Linked DNA regions of Drosophila melanogaster: region 2 is linked to region 1. The links are chromatin contacts, called in public Hi-C maps. All regions are on one chromosome and are shown on one strand. The core of a region is the stretch at or near the end of the contact, and the rest is flanking DNA. Distances in the headings are between cores, read along the strand shown. Region 1 holds the start of lncRNA:CR45547 (long non-coding RNA:CR45547). Region 2 overlaps Ptp99A (Protein tyrosine phosphatase 99A).

Evidence for each region. Hi-C and Micro-C count contacts between places; a contact is called where the count stands out from the background.
Region 2: a contact with region 1 is called in a Hi-C map of the Kc167 cell line, with 3 times the contacts expected there. A contact is called at or near these places in 24 of 107 Hi-C or Micro-C datasets (the Clone 8 cell line, the Kc167 cell line, the OSC cell line and 9 more).

What each region holds. Positions count from the first base shown.
Region 1 is chr3R:29,354,997-29,358,906 of dm6, forward strand. It overlaps lncRNA:CR45547 (long non-coding RNA:CR45547), which reads right to left and starts at 1,775. Exons shown (of 1, transcript NR_125291.1): 1 at 1,152-1,775.
Region 2 is chr3R:29,428,867-29,432,776 of dm6, forward strand. Ptp99A (Protein tyrosine phosphatase 99A) reads left to right here. Exons shown (of 19, transcript NM_143434.5): 8 at 2,260-2,374. Among named protein-coding and RNA genes, the nearest start is that of lncRNA:CR44022, 28 kb to the right of the region's middle.

The sequences.
Region 1 (3,910 bases), core at 525-3,024:
CACGCAGCTGGTTCGCGAAACTCACCGGCGGAGACAGCAGGGATTCGCATTCATAAATTATTTGTATTTAAATGAGGCTGCCACTAGGCTGTGGGTTTGTCAACGTGCCTGTCCGCAGCGCTGTCTGCGGTGGCTTTAATTAAATTAAATAAAATAAAGCCCGGCTGCAATCGCTGCAGGCCAAGACTATTTTCGTAACTATCTTTCTGGGAGTTGTGAGTCATTTACGAGCTGCTTGCCATCATCTTAACTGTCGCAACGTGCGTGTTTGCCACACGGAGCGATTACCGAAAAGGACCAAAAGGACGAACAGCGCCAAGACGGTGATGCAGATGGCAAACAACCCTGCAGCTGCTGCTCCTTTGATAAGTGGCTGAGTTTTGATTTTTCATTTACATATGCTAATTAATCCGCCGAGAACAACAAAACAGCGAAAAGCGCTCGTTGTCCGGGCAACTGAAGGATACAAGGATACAAAAGATGCTGAGTGGCTTACGAATATCATATTAATTAAGTGCAGATCACACTCCAAGGTAAACACTCTGAAAATATGGGAAAAGGGGATGGCTTTTCCTTTACCCAACCCCTTCTACTTGTGGCTTTTCACAGATAACGAAGGATGCGGTTTGGTTGAAGGGGTGGATTGCGGCTTGTCGCGGATTCCTGGCGGCTGTGTCGCATTATTTTTTTTTGTTGGCCTATTTGCTCAAAGCGAAATCTAATTACATTTGCACAGACAATTTACAAAATTCTTGTCTATGGGATAATGAATGCAAAGTGTACTCGTGTCTGCAGGTTGATGATTATTACTGTGAGAATAATGTGATGGCTGATGGCACCGAAATTCGCGAATAACAAGCTGTCAATCTCACTCGAATTAAGCCCCAATCAACGATTGCAATTCGCCTGTCTCCGTTGTCATTAAATTGGGGAAAATCTCTTCAAAGTGCTGTCGTCCAATTTTCATGTCGCTGCCCATCAATTTTTAAACACTATGACTGTTTAAAAAGGTCCTAGCCCATATATGAAAAAATCATTCATAACAGCTGGCAGAGCTTAAAAAAAACAGGCAGTGGAGTATCTTTTGTGAATTTTTCACCATTGCAACATCAATATTAAAGTGCTAAATGAAAGCCACAAAAGAGAGAAAAAAAAAAAGAAACCAGATATTCAAAGGCAGATATTCCTGGTGTCTTTGGCACAAACTTTCTGGTCGGCAAACACAAACAATTGACAAAGTTTCGGGCTCAAGTGGTAAATAATACAATAAATAACTTTCCCAAATGAATTAGATGTGGCCCAGAAACAAGACCAGCTGGAAAATTGTGACTGGGATTGAGAGTACGTGTCGTCGTCCAGAATAAGGGAACATCGGGTTGGAACTTCATAAATTTCTTATTTCGCTTTAAAGAGCGACACTTTTCGCCCACTTTCCGCCCAGTTTTTCCCATTTCCACGCTGCTCAGTGACCGCAAAATGATTTTATGGCCGCCAAAGCGCCGAAGAATCTGCAGATGTTGCCATAAATTCCACACTTTCAGGTAAGACGAAGATTTGTTGATTTGTGGCCAAAGCAATTAGACGCTGCCTTCTAGGGGCTAATGTATCCTGTTTTCGGAAACCGAAAAACTTTTCCAGGCACTGCATGATCCTGTGATCACAGGCGAAGAATGTTTGCCTTTCTCGGGCAAATGGAAAGTTTTCTTGCAATTGGAAAACTGTTTACTCATCTGACTGTTGTTAGGCTGCCGAAAGTTTGGCCAACAAATCTGGACAGTTAAACCAGTTTGACAATCAAATTCTAGGCAAAACAAATTTTCCAAGGTGCACTGCGTTGAGCAGTTGTGCTGGACTTTATCTGTGCCAATTTCTTCTGCCAGGCAAATTACTGCCACAAAAAGAGAGAGCAACTTTGGCCATGTTGGCATTGCTGTTATTACATATTTGCATTGTCGAGTTCCGGCAACTTTTGGGCTCACAAATGGCCAAAATGGCAAATTAAATGTGCTGCAAATTGAATTCGGAATATGTTTGCTTAGAAAATGAAATGCATTGGAGGCCCCGGGGGCAGCTGCCATGGTAAAAATGCATTCCCGCATTAAATTTACTAATTAACAACAACAACATGCACTTCGCCTAGCGGATCTGCAGTCAAATCCAGATTTAGGCTTAATTAATATTTGATTTGAACAAGGACTCTGAACTCTTTGCCATGGGGCATGCCACCCTCTGAATTTGTAGCAATTCATTAACATTCAAGAGAAACCCGAAACATCGTGTGTGCAAGTGCAGCTACGAATATGGCCAGAAATAAATATATTTTCCAACAGGGAAACCCTCTCGGAAAAACCCTTTCAGCACCCGGGCTTTGAGCTATAAATAAGAACAACAATGCGACATTTTCAAGGACATTTTCCTTGCCCAGCTGGCCGGTGCCGCTGTGGAATTCGGTTTGTTTCTTTTTTATTTTTTTTTTCGTCCTTTGGGCTGGGGAAATTTATACGACTTGCTAAAATTGCACATAAATTAAATTTATGTTTTATGAGCGTTGTCCTTGCCGCTGTCCTATTCCCCGCTCCCCCGCTCCCCCGCCCCCCACTCGTGCTGCCCGATTGTGTTTTGTTTTGGTTAAGTTTTCGCTCGGCTTTTCTTGTTTTTCCCGTCTCTTCCTGGGTTTTCCTTTTCGCTTTTGGGCTCTGGTCCTGGTTCTAAGTTCGGTTCACGTGCCGGAAAATCGCATTTATTTAATACGCACAGTAAATTTTCAGCACTTGGAACTAAATAGACGCACATTTAGTGCCGCCCCGATAGCTTTCCCTACTCTTACACCCCCGCCCCGCAGTTTTTCCGATTTTCCCAGCCTGTCTGAGCCCCTACATGACATTAATAATTCACTTTGCGCAGTCAATTTGGCCAAATCGCTTTGGCTATTCGAGATGGCGAAAGTCCGGCCATTTTTTTTTTTTTTTGTCTCTTCCGTCGCTGATGTTGATGTTCATTATTTTTAAACGCTGCTGACAGTTGTAAATCTGTCAGGCTTATTAACCGTTAAATGTCACTTAACTGTCATTCGTTGGCCATAACAATTCGACGCGAGCCGCGGGCCAAGCAAATGGAGTCTGAAGTCCGGCGTTGAAAATGTGTGCATAATTCTGCACCAAAAGTTGTACATAAATTGTATGATTGGGAGTGGGAAATGCCATTGGCATTACGTAATGAAAGCGTGGGACTTTCCCCCCCAGCCATAATTATATTCCCCGTCTTTATTACATTTAAATGCCAATTTATTGCCTTCGATTAAATTATGCCCCGCCCCCGGCAAAAAGAAATCGTGTGATATATATTATGGAAATGATTTACTGTTCGCCTCCTACACAGACTTTTGTGGGCTTACCAGAGGATAAAGCCGGTGTCCGATCAAATATGGAATATATTTTTGTGGCGAATAACAATCGATCGAATTGGTTAATAAATACAAAACACAAAGAGTGACTCGCCATTCGGGGCTTAAAAGGTCTTTTGTGTTTATAACAATTCCAAGCGGCTTTTTTCGGACGTTACCAAACCTTTTAAGGGGGGGTTTATTTCATTAAAAGCCCAACAACTAGGATACGAAGTCAAAAAACAGCATTTGCCCATGCACTGCGGACAGGACTGAAACGAATACAAATACATTTTCATAAATCTGGCAGCACTTTAATAATTTACGCTTATCTCGGCTACTTGCAGCTTGTTGTTTTTATGGGCCTGACCGCTTCTGCTCCGACTTTGCCATTTTATAAATCGCTTGACACAGCAACAAGCAGCAAGGATCGGCCAAAGTACAAAACTAAACAATGCAGGCTCAGTCTGGGAATCAGAGCCAGAGGCGGAGGCTACTTTGTAGCCATGTCTGTGGCATCAGAGTCGG
Region 2 (3,910 bases), core at 580-3,079, 74 kb after region 1:
TCACTTTGGTGGACTTCAGGACATGGCTTTGTGTTATTCCCATATCGCAGCATCAGCATTCAGGATCCTGCGGCTTCTGTCGACCTGCCACGCCCCTATCTCGCCGCCGCCTCCCATGGCCAGCGGCATTCACATCGAGCTGTCACGTGTGAGGTGGAAAGCGAGGGGGCGTTGGATTTTCCAGCGCTCGCCCGCAGGGCTAAATTTGCCAATTTTCTAATTAAAATTTCTGCGCCGTAAAGCATAAATTTCGCAACTTTCACGCAGATAAAAGCCGGCAAAGTCGAGTCACCCGAAACCTCAAAGGAAGTTGCTCCGCAAAAAAGTACAGAAAAAATAAAAAAAAAAAATATAACAAAAATGGAGGCGAAAAAGCGTAGTCCGACACTGATATTGTTGATGAACAAGTGGGAAAAAATACTCTGCAGATAAAAGAGCAAATTCAGTTGGGAAAAATTGTGAGGTTTTTGTTAGAGGCATTGCGATTTGTTTGACAGGCGAAATTTTCGATCTGTTTGTAGTTCTAAATTTCATCCTTCTACCAGCTAGATGCTCACTTCGTTTCCAGTTCTCTAGCACTAATTAACGCAGAGAATATTTAGATGCTTATACCCCACTGCTTCACACTTTGCCAACTTATGCAATATGGCAGGAAGTTGGCAACTTTATCAATTACATTATATCAATTACGCGGCCCGCCCTCTGGCGTTTCCAACTTTCAGCTGACCATAAAAATAAAAGCAGTTGTAAATTTTCGGCCTCATTTACTGGCGACTTAATAAAATGGCATTATATGACCGCCCACCATATACAAACACTAAATCCGAGCGCTTAGTTTTATGCACGCAGTTCTTAGCACAGTGGCGGTTAAAGTTATACTGCCAGTCGGCATATAAACTATTTCGGTATTCTAAGAAGTATCTTGAAGTAGAAGGTAAAAGATACGAACTGTTTAGAAACATTTGCAAACATACATTGTTAATTGTCTAAGAACTATAATCTTGACCGCAGCTGTGGATAAGATATCACACTTTTGGCGGAAATAACTGCGACTGTGGCTGGCGCCGTCTGAAAAGCCGAAAGCAGCCACTTAAGCTGTTGGCATGGCAGTCAATCCGCTGCTAAGCACATGCCTAGAGTTCGCACAGTCGAGAACCCGTTGGTTTTGCGGTGGGACCGCAGACGGGCTCGCACACACACACACACACACACACACATGCACACCAGCAGGCAAATTCGGGCAGTCGGCGCTCTAATGTATGCTACATAATTTTGTTGCCCAAGGCAACTGACCATTTGCGAGCACATAGATTCGCATTCACATGTGCGCTGCTTTGGGCCATTGCGAGCCACTCTAAGTCTGCGGCTTGTTTTATGGTTTGGCACTGCTTTTGACCTTTGGTTAAAACCTTAATCAGCCGCCGTTCGCGAAATTCACATACAAAGCCACCGGAACGGACTCCATTATGGCAAAGTCCTTGGCATGCACGCACAGAAAAGTTCGAGAATATGAGGACTTTAAAAGTATATGTCCTTGGTGTTGGTAATCAAGTCGAGGAGTGTCATAAATACTCATTTGATTTGAATGCGTGTACTTCCTTTGAATTTCTCAGTAAGAGACAAGTTATTACACAAGCCTTTTTCCCATTCATGTCTTCTTTTTCGCACTGTGTACGCTGTGACTGTATGTGTAGTGGCAATTAAGGCAAAGACTACTGCTCGTTGCCCAAGCAACTCAATTTCCTTTTGCACCGACATCGCAGCACTGCAAATCAATTTTAAGTGCTGCAATTTTCATATTTGCCAACGGCAACGCACAAAAGTATGCAACGCGCAATTTCCGCTCCAAGCATGCACAATGCTGATGGGCAAATGGATGAGAGGGGAGTTGGCGGGGGTTGTGCGATTGGGTGGTGCTGCAGTGGGTGGCGTTGCTGCTGCTGCTGCTGCTGCTGCAGAGAAGCACTTGCTGCAAGTGCCCCACTTTATTTTGTTAAGCGCCTTCGATGGCCAACAAACGAAAAGTCCTTTGGTGTGTGTGCAGCCAAAAACAAAATAACATCGAAATGGGTTCTTAATTGGAAATTTTTCCATAGATTTAATACGAAAATTTGAAGTTATGGCATAGAAAGAATTAATAATCGGAATTCAAAAAGAATTCCTTCGCCCTTTTAGTAACTTATAGTATAACTAAAGTAATTATATATGAGCTTCTACACAAACTAATAATTTAAATGAAAATTCCCCCATCTCTTGCAGAGCCATGAAATTCAAAACCTACAGACGTACACGCAGTACAAGGTGACAGTGCAGGTGTTCAATCCCGAGGGTCTGGGACCGGAGACCACCATCCTGGTGATGACCGACGAAGGAGGTGAGTGGTAGAGTGGCAGGCAGCACCCTTTTGCGGGGCAGAATGCAATGCAAATTCCCCAGATCTCGAACAATATCAATGATGCATGCCGCACAGTGACCTCGCTGGGGAATTCGGCATGTCAGGCATGCAAACGATGGCCACAAGTCAATAAGTCGATCGCCCCAACTATTTTTCACATATCTGGGACCCGCAAAATTCCAAATATTACGGCTTATTGACATGCCAGACAAGTGACCAATCCGACCCCGAAAATGCCAGAAAAAATGGGGGGGTTATATGGTGTGTATATCGCATATCAAATGCAGTACAAGATGCAGATGCAGCAGCTTCAGAAATAAATTCGCCTTTGTGTGCACTTTTAGTTTTTCAGTTCCCTGCAACATTTCCATGGTTTCACAGATGCGAGTGGAGGGCAAAGCAGAGCAGCAACTTTGAGATTCGCTCAACCACAAAATGCCTCTGCCATGCAATGAAGCAAACAAATAAAAGTTTAACTCCGGCCAGAGGCTAAGGAAAATATGTTGCAATTTTTCATATTTTTCCCACCCTTTTTGCCCGGATGAGGAAAAAGCATCCAGCTTCTTGCCCGGCATCTCGAAATCCGCTACAGACCGCAGTTCGGTGTGCGAACTGGTATTGAAATGGTAGAACACTCGGCCAAGCAAATAGAAATAGAAAATAAATATTGCTTACTTAAACTTTCGCCAAATGCTGCTCAGTCAGCAACAAAAACTGCCCAGGCATGTCCTTTCTACTTTTTTACTTCGGTTCGGTTCTTTCCCCTTTTTCGTACCCCCTACTTGTGGGGTATTTTGGGGTATACTGCTTTAAGAAGCCAATGAAATCTTTGAGTTACTACTAAAAATATAGTTCCAAGGAATGAAACATGCTGTCATAAGTAACTTGCTTGCCTTCCTAGAAAAAATCTAGAAATACATCACAAATAAGAAATAACAATCAAGCTGGTTTCGTAGATACAAAGAGGGGTATCAAAATCGTTGCTGTATCCTGCTGGTCTCGCTTTCTATTGTTGAATCCCCCGGCTCCTTCGATCCTGGACCGCCACGTGGATTTCCGCTGGAGGCGTCTCACTTGGTATCACCAGACGCCGCCGCTGGTGGAACGGAAGTGTTGATGCCATAGTCGCCGGCCGGCTAAAGTCGGCGGAACGTAAATTATAAGCAGTCGGTCATAAATAAATCCGGGCGGATAAAGAAGTCCAACGTGTGCGAATTTATCGGAAAAGCGGCAGTCGGACGAGCGAATTTAATTTCCTGCAGTCAGCGCAAATCTGTTTGCATAAGCGCGTCTTGGCCAAATATTGTGCCCGGATTTAGCGAAGGAAGTTTTTTAAGGCGCGCTAAGACTCGAAACTCTTTTGAAAGTTGCCCAAGAGCTTAGCGGCATAATTAGCATAAAATTCAGCGGAAAATCCTTTGCCGGCGTCACGGGGAACGGGATTGGCCGGAAACGGAATAAAATCAGAGATTCGATAAAAACGAAAATACGATGGCACTCGCCCGTATGGATTTT